Linked DNA regions of Camelus bactrianus: region 2 is linked to region 1. The links are chromatin contacts, called in public Hi-C maps. All regions are on one chromosome and are shown on one strand. The core of a region is the stretch at or near the end of the contact, and the rest is flanking DNA. Distances in the headings are between cores, read along the strand shown.

What was found. Hi-C and Micro-C count contacts between places; a contact is called where the count stands out from the background.
Region 2: a Hi-C map of liver shows a contact between it and region 1, with 6 times the contacts expected there. The contact joins the promoter of AMIGO3 here to the promoter of MON1A in region 1. A contact is called at or near these places in 2 of 2 Hi-C or Micro-C datasets (blood and liver).

The regions. Positions count from the first base shown.
Region 1 is chr17:33,639,548-33,644,936 of ASM4877302v1, forward strand. It overlaps MON1A (MON1 homolog A, secretory trafficking associated), which reads left to right and starts at 2,521. Exons shown (of 6, transcript XM_010969164.3): 1 at 2,521-2,793.
Region 2 is chr17:33,816,895-33,822,283 of ASM4877302v1, forward strand. AMIGO3 (adhesion molecule with Ig like domain 3) reads left to right here and starts at 2,403. Exons shown (of 1, transcript XM_010969172.3): 1 at 2,403-5,389. The coding sequence starts at 3,172. The coding sequence ends at 4,698. GMPPB (GDP-mannose pyrophosphorylase B) reads left to right here. Exons shown (of 10, transcript XM_045505953.2): 6 at 155-313; 7 at 397-475; 8 at 550-677; 9 at 761-943; 10 at 1,029-1,412. The coding sequence ends at 1,160. RNF123 (ring finger protein 123) reads right to left here. Exons shown (of 39, transcript XM_074344878.1): 36 at 2,262-2,404; 37 at 2,018-2,112; 38 at 1,807-1,892; 39 at 1,382-1,723. The coding sequence ends at 1,603.

The DNA.
Region 1 (5,389 bases), core at 1,271-3,770:
CTGATCAAATGTTAAAATGAGAGACAGGAGCCATGAAAATTTCCAGCAGAGCAGGAAAACCAGCTGCCTTACCAGGGGCTGCAAAGTAATAAAGTCAGGGAGGAAAACCTCTTCAAAATTTCCAGGGAAGGACTGACTATTCTTATTTTAGCTCGGAATACTTCATATTGTATATCTTGTATTTGTATGAGGGGGAAATTGCTGAAAATGTTGAAAGAGTCATTAAAGGATTTGTCCTGAGTCACACAAGCAAGATAGGAACAGGGCTGGGAACGGATCCCAGTCTCAGAATACAGTCACTTTAGCTACCTCTTCACAGCACCTCAGGTTCTGAAATATCCACTCAAGCCATGAAAGAAAAGAAATATGGGGAGGAACAGATGTCTTATTTGTTCTTTGCTCCAGTCCCAGCTAGACCTCACCACTGCTGTTGTGAAGATGACATGCTATGCTGGGTTCATGAAAATCATAGGCCTAGACAAAACAGAAAACTGTGGTTTTGAGGAGCCCCTGACCTGGAGGTGCAGGGTAGCCTGTGGTTTGTGGCAAAGCCTGAGGCTTGAAGGATCATCATATAGGGCAGTAGAGCCATCACAGGATTGACATTTATTATTATTCCAAAAGACCAAGTTATATTTCTTGGTAGTTCTGTCAGCAAAAAGTGACCTTTCAGAAGGGTTGTCTTGGGGAGAAGGTATAGCTCAGTGGTAGAGCCATGCTTAGCATGCATGAGGTCCTGGGTTCAATCCCCAGTACCTCCACTTAATAAATAAATAAACCTAATTACCCCCAAACAAAAAAAAAATCCAAACAAACAAAAAGTTAAAAAAAAAAGGGGTTATCCCAATATTCAAATATATAAATACAGGTCAACAGGTGGATTAAAACAGAGTTTTAAACAACAACTGTAAAATGTTTTAGTAAGTATCCACAACGGTTTGCTCTGTGAGAATGTCCTAGGCTCAAGTCTTAGCCCAAAGCACCTGGGGTGTATGGCCACTCTTTTGGCTAAAGAGATGCAATACTTCCAAATGAGTGTGGTGCTATTTGGTGAAGCTCATGTGCTTAAAAGCAAAAGTGAGACTCAAAGAAGCCCTGAGGTCACATGAAGACTATGGAGATTGGTTAGGTATGTTAGAAAAGTTTAAATGTCTTTTATGGGGATCAATTCTGTGGGGTGCAACTTCTGGTTAATGGAATATAGCCAGGTTATTTCTGTACCAGCCAGGGAATATGAGAGCTTCTTGGCTTAAACTCTTATAATGTAATATGGCAGGATTAATGAGAGCAAAACCGTGTAAATGATATTTATTCTAAGGGAGGGAGCCTGTCCTTCTGATCTAGTGAGGAGAGAAAATGAATGACCTGGGAAGACCCAGAGACTCCTCTCCCCCTCTCTCCTCTCCAGGAGAACAGATGGGTAAGGAATTGGGCATTTTCTCACAGGTTCTTACCTAAAAGGGAGGAGAAAGCTGCCCTTAAATTATGTGCAAGGGTCTAATAGCCTGTGCAAAGCCATCTCTGGTAAAAGGCCACAGCTTTGTCACCATGTCAGTCACAAGCCAGTGTTGTGGAGGTAAGCTCCAAGTGACAGCTGTCTGAGACTACGAGAAAAGCTGAGGGGCAGAGCTCTCTCCCAATTCCAGTGTAGGACTGAGACGGAAACAGGACACTGCATTGGGGTGCTTGGAACAGCAGGGAGAATCAAAGGAGTGATTTCAGACTTTTTCCTTCATCTCTGAACTGTTGGGTGAATTAACTGTGAGGCTATAAAGTGATCTGATTGCTTCAGAGATGGCATGAGCAGTATTGTTGTTAATCCCTAATTTTACTTCTTTAAACTGTTCTCCAAAAATAAAATTGTTTCGGAAAGCTTTATGTTTTCCTGTTGTTTTTATCACTTTGCATCTAGGAAATTACAAATTACCATAGGAGAGGTATCCTTGCCCTGGCAAATCACCTGGGAAGTTTTTAAAAAGATAATGAGGCCTGAGTCCCATCCCAATCCAATTAAATCAAAATCTCTAGGAGTCGTATCCAGGCATTTGTGTGTGTGTGTGTGTATTTTTTTTTTTAAGTTCCCAGGGCAGAGTCGAGAACTACCGTTCTAGTGCCTCATACTGATATATTAAAACGTAATGGCTAAAAGGAATTTTTTTAAGCAATAATAGGTGTGTCTACACCCTTTTAGCCAATGTGGCCAAGCCCACTAGTGACATTTATCCAGCCCACAAACTTGCAATGTCCTTCCACAGTCAGTGGAGGAAACAACCTTAACGTCTCTTTCTTTCCATTGAAATAAACCTCTTGTTGGGTAGGGCGGAGGGGCCGGGGTTTCTGGGCCTGCGGTCCACCCCGGGCTTTGGGTTTGGGGAGGTGCCTGGGCTTGGCCGGGACGCTGGAGAAGGAAGTGCCGGCCGAGGCCATCCCGACCCGGGTCAGGTCCCGCCCAGGGCTCTGCCAGGACCGGGCGCCCGGCCCCGCCTCGCGGCGGCCGTGCACTGCGAACTACATCTCCCATAATGCACCCTGGGGGCGGGCAGGGCCAGGCCCAGAGACCGTAGCCGGGCCTCTGCCGCGAGAGGCCGGCGAGGGCTGTCTTCCTGAGCCGGCAGCCGGACGACGGGCGGTGGTCAGCGCTGTGGCCATGTCTGCGTCCGCAGGGGATCGTGGTCTCGCGAACCTGAGCCCTCACTCCAGGCCCGGCCGGACACCCGTGCCCTCCCGGGGGTCCGGCAGAAGGCAGTGACCGGCAATCTCTGTGCGTCCTGCCCCCTCCTCCCAGAGAAACAGGTGAGTCCGACTACCAACTCACGTGGCCTGGGGGCACCTAGAGACTGGAGAGCTGTCATCTTTGGAGGGAGGGGCTTGAAGACTGGGAGCCTCTGCCGTCTATGCTGCCATTTGCGGTAGGAGGACTAGGTCTCTCTGGGGTCACTTAGACGGTTGGTCCCCAGCTGGGGAATACAAAAGGCGAGGCCTGGAACTCTTCCTTTGGCTGAGAGGGCAAAGTCCTGTAGGGGCAGTGGCCAGGTAGTACTGCCCCACCCCCCAACGCACACTTTCTGCAAGCAGAGGGCTCTCAAACATTTGCAGTGGTTGACTGTGGGGTGAGCAAGGCAGCTCCTGAAAGTGTCTTGGGGCTTGGAACTTTGCTCTCAAGGGTGTCCTGGCTCAGATAACCGAGCTGCCGCTTATACCAGGTGAGCCACTCTGAGCTGGAGTTTGCTGGGGGAGGGTAAGCAGCCTTTGTCAGAGAGGGGAGTGGCCACCAGCAGTGACAAGTACCAGGCCATACTCTCAGCAGGGTAGGCATCCTGCTGAAGCAGCTACAGCGCAGCCTCACGTGGACCCTGTCTGCCACACCTCCATGCATCCTGGCACTATCCTCCCAGGTGGACCACTCCTCAAAGGATCAAGGCAGGATGGAGCACTGTGTAAGCAGGAAGAGGGAGCTGGAATAGTAGAGAGCCAGTTGGGAGGGGCTCTTGCAAGGCCCTCCCTTCCTTCAGGCCAGGCACCTAGAGGAGGGAGGCACAGTAGAAGGGCTGATTGAGCTAACTTGTTTGGTAACATCGCTCAAAGGCACAGCAGAGCACTTCTAGGGAAATTAGCAAGCCCTGTGGTCTTCTAGAGAGGCTGCCTGAGAAGGGGCCCAAAGGGAGTATCTGGTTCTAAGAGACTTCTCTTGTTTGACTGCTTCAGATTCAGCCCCCCAAAAGCTTCGGCCACACAAGTTAAGGCTTCAGTGGCTACTAGGTAGGTTTTGCGATGAGTCTTTCACCCTCCCTGCCTAGTTTCCAGTGTAAGTGTCCAGAGAACTGTTTGCTTCTTCAGAGCTTTTGGCTGGATCCCCAGATTGGCCTTGGAGTTACTGAGGTGCTGCATGATCTCAGGTGGCAGGGGAACTGTTAAGAAGGAAGGGTCCACCAGCCTCAGCCAGCTTAGCCTGCCCTCACTCTTTGCAGGTACCATGCTGGGTAATACTCAGACATGCTGGCTTAGTTACCTGAGGGATCAGTGAGTAATGGGCCCTCAGAGCATCCCATAAGCTGCTATAGACCTTGTTTGAGTCTTTGAGCCAGAGGTGCAAGGACACAGAGCAGGTGCATGTGACAGACTAAGGAGTTCAACTTGGCAGACACTTCTAGGAGCAGCAGAGAACTAATAGTCTGTTCCTGCAACTTCAGGATGAATAGCCAGTTAGCCTGGGGGAACTCCTAGCCCTAGGCCAATAGACATCTTTTGGGCCCAAAGTCACAGAAGGGTCATTTCAGGCCACAACCCACCTTGCTTCATGAGGTCAGAAACACGTTTTCCCAAGCCAGTTCATTCTGGGCCTGGCTCAGGGGGAGCAAACTCTCAAAAGAAAGATTTACATGGCAGAGACCACTGGGTCTGTGTGTAAATGCAGATACACACGATCTGAATGCTGAATAAGAATAATCACAATATGCTAAAGACAGCTGAGTGTACAAATGCCTACTCTGTGCCAGGGTAACCAAATTACATGGATTCTGTCATTTAATCCTCCCACAACCCAATGAATGGTGCTATCATTATCTTCATTTTATAGGTAAGAAAGCTGAGACTCATAAAACCAAGCCAGGTTAATCCAGGTCCCTCTGACTCCAGAGCCATTGTTATTGAGCACTTGACTACAACCAAGGACAAATCTTCCCCACAAGCAGGAGTCTCCCCAGGCTACACTGGAGCTGGGTGTTCTTTGAGGATTTTTCACCTTCTCCCTTACAAAATTATATACTCCTGCTGACATTTTGAAATTTGTGGCAGGTCACAGGGTGACCCTCAGTGTAGAAAAATAAAGTAGAGCAAGGGGGATAAGAATCCAGGATATTTCTAAGGTCACACTTGAGCAGCAACCTGAAGGAAGTGACAGAGTGGGTCATGTAGATATTTGCCCAAGCAATGGAATAGGTGAGGTGGGGGGGGGCAGCGGAAAAAGCAGGGAGATGTGGTCCAGGCAGAAAGTTCAGCAAGAACAAGGTTCTGAAGTGAAGGAGTACTCAGGATTCACATTTACAATGCACTTAAGGAAAGCCATGAGGTCAGTGCGGCTGGGCTGACACAAAGCAAGTCGGGTAAAGGGCAGGAGATGAGGTCAAAGAATTAATGGGAGGGGGTGTAGATAGAGTGGTTCTTGTGCATCACTGTGAGGAAATTGGCTTTCTCTCTGGGTGAGGTGGGACCATTACAGAATTGTGAGCAGAGGAATTACATGACCTGGCTTCTGTTTCAAGTGGATCACTTTGAGTGCTGTGAGAAGGGGATAGACTGCACAGGGACAAGGGCAGAGGTCAGTAAACTGGTTAGAAGACTGTTGTAGCAGTCTGCTAGAGATGTAATATTGGCCTGGACCAATGTGGTA
Region 2 (5,389 bases), core at 1,153-3,652, 180 kb after region 1:
TCCTAGCCCTGAACTGCTCCCGTGATGTTGTGGCTGCAGAGATGAGCAGTATATGTGCCTGTAAGCTCTTGGGGCACAGCCCCTGAGATTTAAGACAGCATGTATATCAAGACTCAGGAACACTGGGCTAGGCTTGAGGTCCCCCCGCACTCAGGTGACCAAAGTGGAAGAACCCTCTAAGTACGGTGTGGTGGTGTGTGAGGCTGACACAGGCCGAATTCACCGGTTCGTGGAGAAGCCGCAGGTGTTTGTGTCCAACAAGATCAATGCAGGAATGTACATCCTGAGCCCTGCAGTGCTGCGCCGCATCCAGGTGTGTAGAAGCCAGCTGAGTGGGCTCGGGCAGGGCAGGCCACCACTGCCACGACCTTGCTCATGAGCTGCCCACTCCCACAGCTGCAGCCTACGTCCATTGAGAAGGAGATCTTCCCCGTCATGGCCAAGGAGGGGCAGCTCTATGCCATGGAGTTGCAGGGTGAGGCAGGGAGGCCACAGGGTGGGGGTGGTCTGTGGCTGGCCTGAGCCCCCTGATGCATTCTCTCCCTACAGGCTTCTGGATGGACATTGGGCAGCCCAAGGATTTCCTCACTGGCATGTGCCTCTTCCTACAGTCACTGCGACAGAAGCAGCCTGAGCAACTGTGCTCAGGCCCTGGCATAGTGGGCAACGTGCTGGTGGTGAGGCCCATGCCCAGCCCATCATCAACCCCTTCAGTCTTGGGGAACAAATGGCCCACTTTTGTTTTCCCCACTGTTCTCAGGACCCCAGTGCCCGCATTGGCAAGAACTGCAGCATCGGCCCCAACGTGAGCCTGGGTCCTGGTGTGGTGGTGGAGGATGGCGTGTGTATCCGGCGGTGCACAGTGCTGCGAGATGCCCACATCCGTTCCCACTCCTGGCTAGAGTCCTGCATCGTAGGCTGGCGCTGCCGTGTGGGCCAGTGGGTAAGCCTCTGGGCTGGGCCAGGTGGGGAGAGTGGCAGGGAATGCCCCTGCCTCACTGACAAGGCCTGCCCCCTCCCCCCCCGAGGTGCGTATGGAGAACGTGACCGTGCTGGGCGAGGACGTCATAGTTAACGACGAGCTCTACCTCAACGGGGCCAGTGTGCTGCCCCACAAGTCTATTGGCGAGTCAGTGCCGGAGCCTCGCATCATCATGTGAGGGGATGCCTTGGGGCTAGCTGAGCTCCCATTTCCCTCCTGGCAAGGGGAGCACTGGCTCGACCCATCAGAAGGCCCTGGACTCATTGCCATTTGGCTGGGGAGGACTGGATGAGGATGAAACTGTTGTACACCTGCCTCCTGCAGTGGACATACTCTGGCAGGATCCTTGTTGGGCACACCCCACAAAGCCCACTCCCTCAAGGAGGGCCAAGGCAGGACTGTATGTAATAATAATTTAATGCTCACTGTGGCCCTGACTGAAAGTCGAGCTCAGGCACAATTAGGGCATGGCTGGGCTCCCGCCAACGAAGTTACACACAGGCAAGGAGGTTGGATGTGGGGCTGGTGGGTGGAGGACAGGGCAAGGGGAGCTCATAAATAGGGCCCAGCCTGGGTTTGGGTTCAAGGGTGGGGACTCCTGCTGTGAGGGCCAGGCAGGCCTAGGCAGCCGAGGAAGTGGCACTTGTGTTGGCTGCTTTCTCCCAGTCCTCTACGGACACGATGGTGGCTTTGCAGAAAAAGCAATCCTTGTTGTTCATCAGGTGCTGGTTGATGCAGGCTCTACAACAGGGGATGGCATGTGGGCGGCCTGTGTGTCCCTGCTGTTCCCTGCCCAACCTCCTGTGCCTGTGGGGCCCACTTACTTGCAAGACTTGTGGCCACAAGGCTGGAACACAGCAGAAATGGGGTGAGCATAGCAGATGGGGCAGAGATCTTCCTCACTGGTGGGCTGCAGGGAGCAGAGTACAGGGTGGGCTGGAGTTGGATGCCCAGACAAATCGACATATACTGTGCACACAATTGTGCTGATAAGTATTTGGGTGGTGTGGACCCACATGCTGTGGCTTCACTCACCAGGGAGGCAGCTGCTGCCTGGGCAGATGCAGAGGTCAGGTGTGCCAGCATCTGTTCCACTAGGGCCAGCTCCTCCACACTAATGTAATCTGTGTCTGGGGAGTGGTAGGAGGTATCAGGCCAAATGTGGCCTGAGAACCCAGTGCCTCTTGAATACTCCCAGCTTGGGAATTTGTTCTTAAGACTGCCGACCTGGCCCAGCCCCAAATCCCTCTCTCCCCTGACCCACCCCCAGCCCACTCACAGCTCTGTAGGGAGAAGCGCTTCCGGTCAGGGGCAGGCAGGGCAGTGCCAGGGGCCGGAGGCTCTGGCTGCCCCAGGAGATAGCATATAGAGCGGAGCTGGAAGCAGGGATCAGCCAGGAGCACTGATGTGGATCGCTCTCTCCTAAGTGGGAGAGGGTGCCAAGGGTAGTCAGAAGGCTGCGCCTGTCTTGAAATCAATGTCTATTGAAGAGGTGGGGTGGTGTGACAATCCAACCCACTTGCATTATTGACCCCTTCACTTCACCCCATCCCTAGACTTCTCAGCAGTCCCCCTCAACTAAGTCCAAAATCCCCATAAGACCCACATAGCCAAGGTACCAGTTTTAAGGAGGCTCAGGGTAAATTGTGATATTCCACCTATCCCCCTAATATATAACTCCTCAAAGAAAACACATTAGCAGCTTAAAACTATGCTTCCCAGGTTTCCCCTTCTCTTCTGGGAGATGAGTGCTCTGGAAAGCTGCAGGCCAAGTGCAGGCTGAGGCGTTGGGGGACAGACTCGTGCCCCCTCTGGCGGCCACGCGGGGTCAGTGATCGCCAGGGGGCGTGGCTGCCCCGCCCCCTCAGTGAGAGCCAATGGGAGCCTGAGGCCCCGCCTCCTGAGCAATCGCCTCCCAGAAAGTATTTAGAAGCTGAGCCTTCAGGAGGGCGCTCGGAGAGAGCTGGGAAAAGCGGAGGAGGAAATACTGAGCAGAGCGTGGCCTTAGCTCGCAACTACAAACCTGGAACCAGGGAGCGGGAGCAGCCGGCCTCGTGGGGCGGAGCCCGCACCCTGCCTCTCCAGCCATCAGTCATTTAGCGCCCAGCACGTCGAGCCAGAGAAGTGGGTGAGTCTCAGATCTGCGTCCTAAGCGGAGCTGCCTTGTCCCACCCCTGGTAGTGGCAGCCATGGCCCGGCTAGTGCTGCAGGGCACACTGCTGTGCATGCTGCGCATCGGGTTAGGCATCCCGGACTCCGAGGGCTTCTTGCCCCCTGGGCCCCATAATTGCCCCTACAAATGTGTCTGCACTGCCGACCTGCTGAGCTGCACCGGCCTGGGGCTGCAGGATGTGCCGGTTGCATTACCAGTCACGGCTGCAGACCTCGACCTAAGCCACAATGCGCTCCAGCACCTGCGCCCTGGCTGGTTGGCGCCCCTCTCCCGGCTGCGTGCCCTGCGTTTAAATCACAATGAGCTGAACGTGCTCGGTCGTGGAGTCTTCAACAATGCCAGCGGCCTCCGGCTGCTTGATTTATCATCTAATGCCCTGCGGGCTCTTGGCCGCCACGACCTCGATGGGCTAGGGGCACTGGAGATGCTGCTGCTGTTCAATAACCACCTGGCACACTTGGACGAGCATGCCTTCCACGGCCTGCGTGCGCTCAGTCGTCTCTATCTGGGCTGCAACCAACTCGCATCCTTCTCTTTCCACCATCTGCACGGTCTGGGTGCCACCCACCTACTTACTCTGGATCTCTCCTCCAACCGCCTGGGACGCATCTCCATACCTGACCTGGCTGCATTGCCAGCCTTTCTCAAGAACGGCCTTTACTTGCACAACAACCCATTACCCTGTGACTGCCACCTCTACCACCTGCTTCAGCGCTGGCACCAGCGGGGACTAAATGCTGTGAGTGACTTCACACGCGAGTACACGTGCCTGGCCTTCAAAGTGCCCACATCCCGCGTGCGCTTCTTTGAGCACAGCCGTGTCTTTGAGAACTGCTCAGCTGCCATGGCTCTGGGTCTAGAGCAGCCTGAAGAGCAGCTGCATGTGCAGGTGGGACGGTCCCTGAGGCTACACTGTAACACCAGTGCCCCAGCCATGCGCATTGCCTGGGTCTCGCCGCAGCATGAGCTGCTCGTGGCACCAGGATCTCGCGACGGCAGCATTGCAGTGCTGGCTGATGGCACCTTGGCCATTGGCAACGTGCAGACAAGGCACCAGGGTGTCTTCGTGTGCCTGGCGACCGGGCCCCGCCTGCATCACAACCAGACACACGAGTACAACGTGAGCGTGCACTTCCCACACCCTGAGCCTGAGGCTTTCAACACAGGCTTCACCACACTGCTGGGCTGTGCCGTAGGCCTGGTGCTCGTGCTGCTCTACCTATTCGCACCGCCCTGCCCTGGCTGCCGCCGCTGCTACCATCACACCTGCCACTGCCGCCGCTGGCCCCGAACACCCAGCCCACTCCAGGAGCTGAGCGCACAGTCCTCAGTGCTCAGCACCACGCCACCCAACGCATCCAGCCGCAAGGCCAGTGTCCACAAGCATGTGGTCTTTCTGGAGCCTGGCAGGAGGGGCCTCAATGGTCGTGTGCAGCTGGCAGTAGCTGAGGATTTCGACCTCTACAATCCCGTGGGCCTGCGACTCCAGGCTGGCTCTGAGTCTGCTAGCTCCACAGGCTCCGAGGGTCTGGTGATGACCTAGGCTGCCAAGGGCCCCCATCCAGGCCACCGCCTGCCCGCTGCTTGCCCTGTTCCTTGCTGCTGCCTAGAAAACTGCCAGATGCTGGTAGAAGCACTGGGCTTGGTCCTCCAGCCCCGATGTGGGCCTCAACATCAACCACAGTGACCCCACTCACTGGTACAGGGGTTGGGTTCCCCCGCCTCTCTCCTGCTCCACCCCAGCACAGGACCTAAAGGCCCCAGGCCATACCAGGGCCTGCTTGTGCCCACATTCCTTGGGACCTCCTGGCCAAATGTCCCATGAAGATTGGAACTGAGGCCCATCTGGAGGAACCCTTGCATTAGAGCCCCAGGTCCACTCTCAGGGGCTAAGGCAGCCCTCAAGGAGTGGCGGTAAAGGACTGAATCATAACCGCTTTCCCCTTTCCAAGCGGATGGGAAGGGAATGGCCCACGGGGAACAAGGAGGAGGACCTCAAAGGAAGACGTAGCCCCCACCCTCAGAGTGGAAGGAGGAATTATAAGCCCTCCTTCTGGTGAAATACAACTCCCCATGCACCAACATCCAACCTACTTTAAGCATCACAAGTCCATCCAGAGTCTGGTGGGCAGGCATGAAACAGGCAAGGCTCCTCAAGAGACCCTCAGGGGCATCCACAGGCCACTCTGAGGGCAGAGCCTCTCCCATGGGCTCACAGGACAGCAGTAAGGGGC